2 separate regions of the Macaca mulatta genome follow, and region 1 is linked to region 2. Evidence: chromatin contacts called from public Hi-C data. All regions are on one chromosome and are shown on one strand. The core of a region is the stretch at or near the end of the contact, and the rest is flanking DNA. Distances in the headings are between cores, read along the strand shown.

Evidence for each region. Hi-C and Micro-C count contacts between places; a contact is called where the count stands out from the background.
Region 1: a Hi-C map of fetal cortex germinal zone shows a contact between it and region 2, with 2.7 times the contacts expected there. The contact joins the promoter of RAB2B here to the promoter of SUPT16H in region 2. A contact is called at or near these places in 2 of 14 Hi-C or Micro-C datasets (fetal cortex germinal zone and liver).

What each region holds. Positions count from the first base shown.
Region 1 is chr7:94,336,000-94,340,992 of T2T-MMU8v2.0, forward strand. It overlaps RAB2B (RAB2B, member RAS oncogene family), which reads right to left and starts at 3,058. Exons shown (of 9, transcript XR_013396072.1): 1 at 2,936-3,058; 2 at 2,635-2,706; 3 at 965-1,032. TOX4 (TOX high mobility group box family member 4) reads left to right here and starts at 3,341. Exons shown (of 9, transcript NM_001172413.1): 1 at 3,341-3,385; 2 at 3,597-3,665. The coding sequence starts at 3,380.
Region 2 is chr7:94,246,792-94,251,331 of T2T-MMU8v2.0, forward strand. It overlaps SUPT16H (SPT16 homolog, facilitates chromatin remodeling subunit), which reads right to left and starts at 1,825. Exons shown (of 26, transcript XR_013396071.1): 1 at 1,668-1,825. It overlaps CHD8 (chromodomain helicase DNA binding protein 8), which reads right to left. Exons shown (of 37, transcript XM_077940586.1): 37 at 2,998-3,971. The coding sequence ends at 3,408. It overlaps LOC144330159 (a long non-coding RNA gene), which reads left to right and starts at 1,416. Exons shown (of 2, transcript XR_013396075.1): 1 at 1,416-1,551.

The DNA.
Region 1 (4,993 bases), core at 1,808-4,307, 90 kb after region 2:
GCCTGGGTGACAAGAGCAAAACTCTGTCTCAAAAAAAAAGAATGCTCAGTGAAATTTTGCAATAATTAAAAATTGGAAAATAACCCAAATTTCTATCAAAGGGAGGATGGTTCCATAAATTATGCTACTGACATTCCATGACTACGCAGTGGTTAAAAGGAATGAAGTAGATCTCTAGGAATGAAGTAGATCTCTATGTATGGATATGGAAAGGTCTCTACAACCTGTGTTCCCTGTATTTCCCTGTTCATATGTATGTATCTAAATGCATAGAAAAAGTTTGAAAGCATACACATGGAATCATCAGTAATGATTCCCTTGCTAGAGTAGCAACCAAGACGGGGAAGGAGAAAGCGTTTATGTATAAAAAGGAGACATTTATTTTCCATGCTATAAATTTATAGTTTGATTTTATTTTTACTAGAATAAACTAATATATTACTTGGACAGTTTACAACACAAAGATATAGCATCCAGAATTTGTAACTGTAACAGATAGAATTAAAAGCTTCTCTATCTCGGCCGGGCGCGGTGGCTCAAGCCTGTAATCCCAGCACTTTGGGAGGCCGAGATGGGTGGATCACGAGGTCAGGAGATCGAGACCATCCTGGCTAACACGGTGAAACCCCGTCTCTACTAAAAAATACAAAAAACTAGCCGGGCGAAGTGGCTGGCGCCTGTAGTCCCAGCTACTTGGGAGGCTGAGGCAGGAGAATGGCGTGAACCCGGGAGGCGGAGCTTGCAGTGAGCTGAGATCCGGCCACTGCACTCCAGCCTGGGCGACAGAGCATGACTCCATCTCAAAAAAAAAAAAAAAAAAAAAAGCTTCTCTATCTCTTTGATTTCACCTTTCCCCTATTTTATCCCCACTATTAGTCCCACCCTCATTGCCCCTTTCCTTTGCATTGGCTTTTCTTACTATACTTGGATGTTGGTCAGAGACTAAATTATTTTGTACTCTCACCGTATCCCAGATTTGCAGTTTGATTTGTTTTCCATCAATGTTGACCATACGAGCTCCAAACTCCACACCTGTTGGTAAAGACCAAGAGAAAGAATGTGATTCTCATGAACAGCAGCCATGTGGAGTGGGAGGAGGTTCCTGCCTTTCCTCAATGTGTTATACCCATCCTTTAGTCTGAACTCAATGCCACTAATTCCATTATTGCTGCCTATTTGCTCCAATTAACTTTGTGTTTCTCAAGGTTCTTCATTTCCCTTCCGGAATTAAAAAATTGTGCTCTAATGACCTCAGGAATGTAACCAAAAAGCACATATGGGAAAACAAAACCAATTAAGAAGTCAAATTTAAAAGGGTAATTTTTTAGCAATGTCAGTTAATGCTTAAATTTGATTAGGTAACATTTAGTTTTGTAACTTTTCCAAAAAACTCCTAAAAATTCTGGAAATGCTTCCTGACACTTTCTCGGTCACTCTCTAGTCTCTATTTAAAACAATATTTATTTTTTTGTAATTCCAGATTTTTTTCTTTAAGAAAAGAGCCTAAGAAATAGGTTCTCAGAAACAATACTTTTTTTTTTTTTTTTTTTGAGATGGAGTCTCTTGCTTTGTCACCCAGTCTGGAGTGCAGTGGTGCGATCTCGGCTCACTACTGCCTCCACCTCCCGAGTTCAAGTGATTCTCCTGCCTCAGCCTCCCCAGTATGTACCTTACAGGCGCACGCCACAACGCCCACCTAATTTTTTTTAACAATACATTTTATATCTCCAATAATTGCCAGAGGAACAATTAAGCATTGTTGCCTTGTTAAGCATTGTATCATTAGCCCCTATCACAAAGTAAGAATTCACTCAATATTCCCTTTAAAATACCTTTTGGTTGATACTGCCTTCTAAATCCTTTTCTAACCCCATCAATTATTTGACTCTAAATAAATCCGTTAGAACAGTGGTAGCTTCAGATTTCCACACAGGTGTGACTTGGAAGTAGCAATATTGTAAGAATGGGGATGTAGGAGTTTTATTTAGAAACTGCATTTGCATGGCAACAAAGCTAGTTTCATATATGTTGTTTATTTGGACTGGGGTTATGGAGATAATGAAGAGGGGGTAGCTAAAAGCCCCTTCAGGCTATGCCTTATCACAAATGTGTGGGAAATGTTAATATTTTCCAGGATCCCCAGTGGGTATGAGGAACTGTTTAACACACTGTTTTATTTAAAAGGAAAGTTTTTAGTTTTATTTGCCTATTAATTCTAAGGCAGGGATGACTCTTCAATTTGCTTCTTCACCAATATAAAAAATGTCCATGTATTGGTGTTTACTTTTTAAAAGTAAGGCTGGTATTAATTTACTGCAAAGCACAGATGAGTTTACAAATAAGCAGTTATGCTTTCGTGGGATTTTCCATAAACATAAAAAATTGTACTTGAAAAAAATTATATGACAAGTCTCTACCTCACACTCCAAAAAGTTACCTTTCAATTATATACTCTCCCTTACACTACTCGCCACATATCAACGTTTGATTAACCACTTCATTAACATAACTTTGGACTAGTTTAAAGTAGTGAGGGATAACTTTTTACTTTGAACACTGAAGGCTGCTAACTTTCCACTTTAGCAATTTAGCTAGTCAGGTTTTATCTGTTCTGGAACAAGTAGATGCACTTACCTATTGTGAGGTCGTGGACAGGCTGGAACCGCTTATCTGTAAACTGCAGGAGGAGACATGACTTCCCCACACCTGAAAGAGAAAACACGCTCCCAGAGTCACGTAGCGTTGGAACACTACCCGGACTCTGGACTTCCCGGACCAGAGAAGCGGGGGGTCCCCGAGCCCCGCCCCTGGCCGCCCCGAACCGCCCCGCCCGTCTCGAATCGCCCAGCCCACAAAGTGAGCCCCGCCCCCGCCACCCAATTTGGGAGCTTCGGACGTCCGCCCCAGCCTTGAAGGCGAACAACCTGAGGGTTACCTGTGTCTCCGATGATGATATACTTGAAGAGATAAGCATAAGTCATGATGTCGCGTCCTCTGGGTTCCGGGTCCGCCCGACTTCTACAGCCACTTACCTCCAACCTCTCTAGCCACTCAATCTACCGATCTTCTTCTTCCCGGCCGCCCACCCTCTCCGGCTCCTCTAGCCCAGATCACGTCTCTATTGCTCTCCCCAGAAATCCTCCTTAGGTCGGGAGTACCCAACGCCACCTCCAGGGATACCTCTAGTACTTCTACATGCCATTATCCCTCCAAGCTCCAGGGGGCGATAGGCCACCGCCTGACTCGCTGCAGCCCCCACGGCGCTCCTTCCAATGAGCAGAGAGTAACGCACGTCCTTGCGGAAGTGACGGCAGTTCCGAGACCAGTGGGGGCGGTGGGAGCGATGAGGGTCTGAGACGGTGGGAGCGGTTGTGTGAAGATGGAGGTAGGAACCTGATAGCTAAGAAGGCTGGCGAGAGAACGCGGCCGACCGGGTTGAAGCAGAGACGGGAAGCCGGGTGGAGAGGCGACTGACGGGAGAGGAGAGAGCGCGGGGTTTGGGGAGTGTTGTCAGAATGTCGGGGTCAGAAGCCATCGCTCCAAGCTAATTCCCTGCTCCCCCTAACTTATCCCCGCGGCTTTCTTTTGGTTTCCAGTTTCCCGGAGGAAATGACAATTACCTGACTATCACAGGGCCTTCGCACCCCTTCCTGTCAGGGGCCGAGGTGAGCACGAGCTGCCGACGCCGCGGGGGGAGGGCCTGAGGCCGCGGTGGGGTAGGGTGGTGGGGAGGAGAGCACGCACTCCAGGGACGGGGGCTGGGAACCAAGGGCTGCAATTGGTGTTTAGAGAAAAGTGGCAGCTGCTTCTAGAGCCTATGGGGACTATCTGGGGAAGTCTTGGGAAGTTGCTGTCATCAGAAAAGCAAGCTATTGGAAAGAGATAACCTATTTAAAGAGAAAAGTGATTCTGGATTAGAAGACAGTGAAATTGTCTCCTTTTTCTGGGGAGAAATAACTACAGTAATCTTAAAGGATCGCAGTGGGAAGAAAATTTTTCAGCAGCTGAAGAAACTGGGGTGAGGGGAGGAGCTTACCTAGCAGAGGGTTGACCGTGGAACAGCATGTGTTCATTCCTGTAACGAACTCTGTTGAAGGGGTCTTTTTAAATTTGTTTCATTTATATTTCCTACTGGTTTTGTTTTGTTTTGAGACAGAGTCTCGCTTTGTCGCCCAGGCTGGAGTGCAGTGGTGCGATGTCGGCTCACTGCAACCTCCGCCTCCCGGGTTCAAGCGATTCTTCTGCCTCAGCCTCCCGAGTAGCTGGGATTACAGGCGTGTGCCACCATGCCCGGCTAATTTTGTATCTTTAGTAGAGATATAGTTTCACCATATTGGCCAGGCTGGTCTCAAACTCCTGACCTCAGGTGATCCACCCACGTCGGCCTCCCAAAGTGCTGGAATTACAGGCCTGAGCCACTGCGCCTGGCCTAAATTTACTACTTTAATAAAAAGTTTGTGGTTACCTTTACCTACACAGTGTCGGCTTGTTTTGCTAATGCCAGGAAGAAAGGAAATAGCTGCTAGAGAACATAAAAAGAGTTGAGTAGGATATGTGTTTCAGTTTTTCTGTGACTCAGACGTTGGGCACATTACTTCATCGTTGTATGTCATAGTTTCCCCAACTGTCAAACAGCTGTAATAATAGCTTCTTATGCTGTTTTATAGTAGAAGTAAAGGTTGTGATGAAACCCTAAAGTATTTGTTAAAAAAATCTGGTTGAGCCGGGCGCGGTGGCTCATGCCTGTAATCCCAGCACTTTGGGAGGCCGAGGCAGGTGGATCACCTGAGGTCGGGAGTTCAAGACCAGCCTGACCAACATGGAGAAACCGCGTCTCTACTAAAAATACAAAATTAGCCGGGGTGGTGGCGCATGCCTGTAATCCCAGCTACTCGGGAGGCTGAGGCAGGAGAATCGCTTGATCCCGGGAGGCGGAGGTTGTGGTGAGCCGAGATCGCGCCATTGCACTCCAGCCTGGGCAAAAAGAGGGAAA
Region 2 (4,540 bases), core at 575-3,074:
TCCACAGGTTTTGTTAACTGGTACATTTTTACATAGACTTGGCGCATAACTTTATTTACACCATCAGTGTCTTATCAATGTCTAACATTCTCCCAAGATGATGTCATTAAGGTAGTAAAGGACCAAGATAAACTTCAGTGATTTTTGAGAAACAAAAAAAACGGTGGGTGGGAAATAACTTTCATGGATTTACAGACGATCATTTTATATTAGGTTTGCCAGGCCACAGTTAATTTGTAATGAAAGGGAATTTAGAGCTACAGATTAGTTTTCATGAATGGTACAGAGAATGAAATGATTTGATGAATCTGAATCACTGAGACTAGAAACAATTTTCGTATCAAAGGTTTATAGTTTCAGGGTTTATGGGTAGAAGAGAGGGTTTCGGATTTTTAGTACTTACTGATCATTAAAAAGTATCAAGATTTTAAAATGTTTTTCTAACATAGATTATGTTCAAATAATAATATGACACTGAGAGAAGGTGCAAAAAATCATTTGGTAGAAAATCAAAAAATTTTAAAAAATAAAATGTTCAGCATTCATCTAGCATTTAGTTCTTATTTTTGCTTTTCATAAAATGCAACAGAGAATCAATTTTATTTTCAATTATTTAATGTATTTAGCCTCAAAAGATGAAACATGCACGGGCACCTTTAATATGAATGGCAAGGAAACAACCAATTTTAATGGCTTGGTTTTAGTAGATGATCAGTTTGAAAGATAATTATTTACAATGCTGAAATGAGAACTGATCATTTTTCTCAAAACGTTTTTCAGGTTAAAAAAAAATCTTTATTAGTTGTATCTTCCCTTAATGACAGGGTTCAGGGGCAAGACTTAAGCTAGCCAACTCAGACTACATCACAGAATGCAACCAAATGTTTGCTCAATTAGTAAGTTAACATCATAAAAATAAGTTTTAACTGTGGACGATTTTAAAGCAGCAAAACTGCCGAATCTTTAAAAAACTGGGAACTGCCACAGCTCTTTTAATGAACACGTGCCCCGGATACGCTACCAAGGAACTAATAAGGTTTTAGGCATCGTTTTGTTTTGTTTTGGTATTACTAATGTCTGCAGGCTTTCAGCGTTAGGTCTCTCTCTGTAACCCACAGCAGGGCCTAGAACATGAGGCGGTTGCGCGTGAGCAGTATTTCTTTTTTTAACTCCAGGAAATGCCCCGCAAACGATAAACGCTAAGAGCCCGACTGACATCCTTCTTGCCCTTCCATCTCTTCTTTACGAAAACGGTTATAACCCTGGCGGGACCAGGGGTGGAACATTGTGGTTTTGAAGGGACAGAGCGAGTGCGTGGGTGCGTGAGAACAAGGCAGGAAGGGGCAACGAGACGTGACCACTAAGCAGGGGGGAAGGATGTTGCCTCTTCTAGGGCGGGAAGAGACTGCGAGAGGTGCTGTTATGCATGACCAAGGCTGGCACGCGGGGAAGATGGTGATGGCCGCAGGACAGGGTGAATGCGAGGGATTCCCTGTTAAGGGGCAGCGTTCGTGGCCGCCTCCGGTGAACGATTCGGGAGCAACGAAAAGGGTGAGGCACTGAACCCGGGAATTCCTGACCGAAAGAGAAAAAAGGGCGCCGAGAAACAGGGTTATTATGGGATGGCTGAAGGGGCTCCCTAGGAAAAATTACAGGATCTTCCTCACCCGCCAATTGCTGTACAGTCTCTTCACTCGCCGATAATAAGCGTCTTTGTCCAGAGTCACAGCCATAGCCCCAGACGCCGCTTCTCCTCGGGTTCCGAGAATCACGCGAGGTCCCGGCTCCGCCACCCGCTCTCGGCCCAGGAATCCCGCACTCTCCCAATGACCCGGAAGTATCGACCTCAAAGATGCCCTTTCCGCTTCCGGGTCCCGACAGCGTTAGGGATTTCTTTTTTTTTTTTTTCCCCCCAATCCTCTTTCGGATGGGCGGGGGAAAGACAGAAAGAAAAACAGGGGAAAATCAACAAAATGTGCGAGGCAAGCAGTCGATTTTCGCGGGGTTTTCTTGTCAACTTCGCCACTGCCGCACGCGAATCGACGTCGTCACGTGACGCTCTGCCTCCGCCCTTAACTCAGCCCAGCCGCGGTTTCCAGGACCTCAAGACTTTTTGCCTAGGCGGCAGCCGCTAGGCGAAGCGAAGGAGGTGGTGCCTGCACCGCCCCACAAGAGCTGCCGCGCGCGGGTGTAATAGCTCCACCCCATTTGCAAAGGAAGGGGGAGCGGAAAGAGCGGGATCTAGCGTGGGATAAAAGTGGTAATACTACAGTGTAACTGGGCATGCGCCCCTCCTGGAAATGATGGGAATGCAAAAGCCTTTAACTGCCCCAGAGCTGGAGGGATCCTCGGTGCCAGGATGCTGGGTCGAGCCGCGGGGACAGAGAACTCATACCAGGGAAATGGAACCCAGCCTCGCGATAAACTACGACCCAAGCTATGGGGAGGAACCTAGCTTTCGAAAGGAAAATAGTATGTCCAAGCTTTAACTGAGCAGTGGGATAGTATAAGTCAGAGGAAACAAATGACCTGAGGGGCTCCACAAACTTTTAGTTCCTTCCCACAACCCCAACGCCTGAGCCAGTCGTGGCAGCATCCTTCCAGTGAGCCAGTCCCCTTGCTGCAGTTCATGAAAACTGACACTATTCTAGGGATTACCCCAAATAACCGTTACTTCAGTTAATTACTAACAAAATGTAAATGGTTCCTGATGACATTCTTGCTCCCCGTCTCTTTTAAAAACTTGGAGTTTGAATCCAGAAGTTTGCCTACCTAGCATTTACCTTAAATAATTCCCTTGCCTTTAGCCAGCTGGACAGTCTACATTTATATATACCCTTTAGAGGAGTACAGATGACTTGTCTGCTCTATCCAAGGTAACTTAGTATGAATAGTATTGAACTTCAGGAAAGTGGTGCTGAAATTACCCACTATGAACTACTCAAAATCAATGCTCACATTGGGTTTGAGCAAATATAGAACCAAGGAAGAGTGGAAAAGGATTAACTTAAATTTATTAATGCCAAGGGAAGGAAGGTAACAGTTCCTGACCCTCCAGCTGTATCCACAGTTCGGCCAGGAACAGGCTCTGCCAGAGGCTAGGGCCAGCGCTACATAGTCTGTGGTTAATGGAGGTGACTAGGGAGGGGTGAGCGCACCAGCTGCTCTAGTCTCCTTTCCTTCCCCAGAAATGAGGAAGTGGTCATGTATTATTTTAGGAGTTCCCCTGCCCACCCAATCCTCTCATAATTGGGAGCAATCAGGTACATTTTTTTTTTTCCTTTTCACCTCCTGGAGTCCTGGACTTCCCCACATCTCCCCTGCCCCTCCCACGTTTCCATAGTCCAAGGGCCAGAGTAAATGAAAAATACAGCAGCCGCCCAAGCAATGGGGCCCATGCTGGGGCTTCAGTCATCAGCATCTTCACTGGAGTCTGAGTTAGCTGGCATCATAGGATCATCAATGAGTGAGAAGTCCCTTTCTGAGCTATCATAGCCCTGAGATAAATCATCATCATCTTCTTCATCCTCATCGTCATCCTCCTCAGGTTGCAGTGGTGGCAACCGCAAGGTAGTACCAGAGGCGGTAGTCGCTGGTGAAGAGGGGTAGCCAGGGGCTCTCAAGCCTGGATGGTGATGGTGGTGATGGTGGGGGTGGGGGTGGTGGTGGTGGTGATGAAGCATGGTGCTGGAGTCTACATGAGGGGATGATGCTGCACCACCCATCACAAATGGCATAAAAGGCAAAGATGCAGAAGTGGCACTGCTGTGACCCAAAGATGATACAGACTGTAGGCCACTACTGCTGTGTTGGAACGTGTTATGCAGAGATAGAGACCCAGTGCTTCCACCCTGCATGAGGGCCATCATCTTAGAAAGGTCTGGTCGCATCCTACGGGCCCGCTTCTTGCTGCTCTCTGGTGCAATAGGCCCTGGCAAAACCCGGTTGAACACTGTTTCAGTGTGATGACCCTAGGAGGAGAGAATAGAAGATAATAAAAAGAATGGGGAAAAAAGAAAAGAAACCAAAGCCAATGGAGTCCTAGCTTACAATGCTTTTTTACTGAATGTACTTTAGAAGAGGCAAAACAAGCATAGCCATACTAGGCTTGATTGGTAGTAATGGGAAGGAGGAAATGCTGGACTTAGCTGGTTGAAACATTCTGATACTGAAGGTAACATCAATGATTTCATACTGAAACTCATATTAACCAGCTTTTGCTTTTTTCACCCATGACTATATTGTATCTTCAGTCAACCATTTCACAAATGCTTACCTTTGTTAAGAAGGGGTGTGGGTAAGACAATGAATGAATTAGTAAATGCACATAAAAAAAAAACACTTAAGTGTCTCCTGATGGAAAGTTGTTCACCTGTTCTTACTATGTGAAGTGTAGCACAACTATATTGACATTTACAATAATATCCTCTATTAGCACATCAAAGCAGGGTGAATTCAAGACAGGTCAAAGACTTCTAAATGTCTAGAACACCAAAAAACTGTCAGAAACTCCTCACCAAATTTAGTAAAATAATTTTTG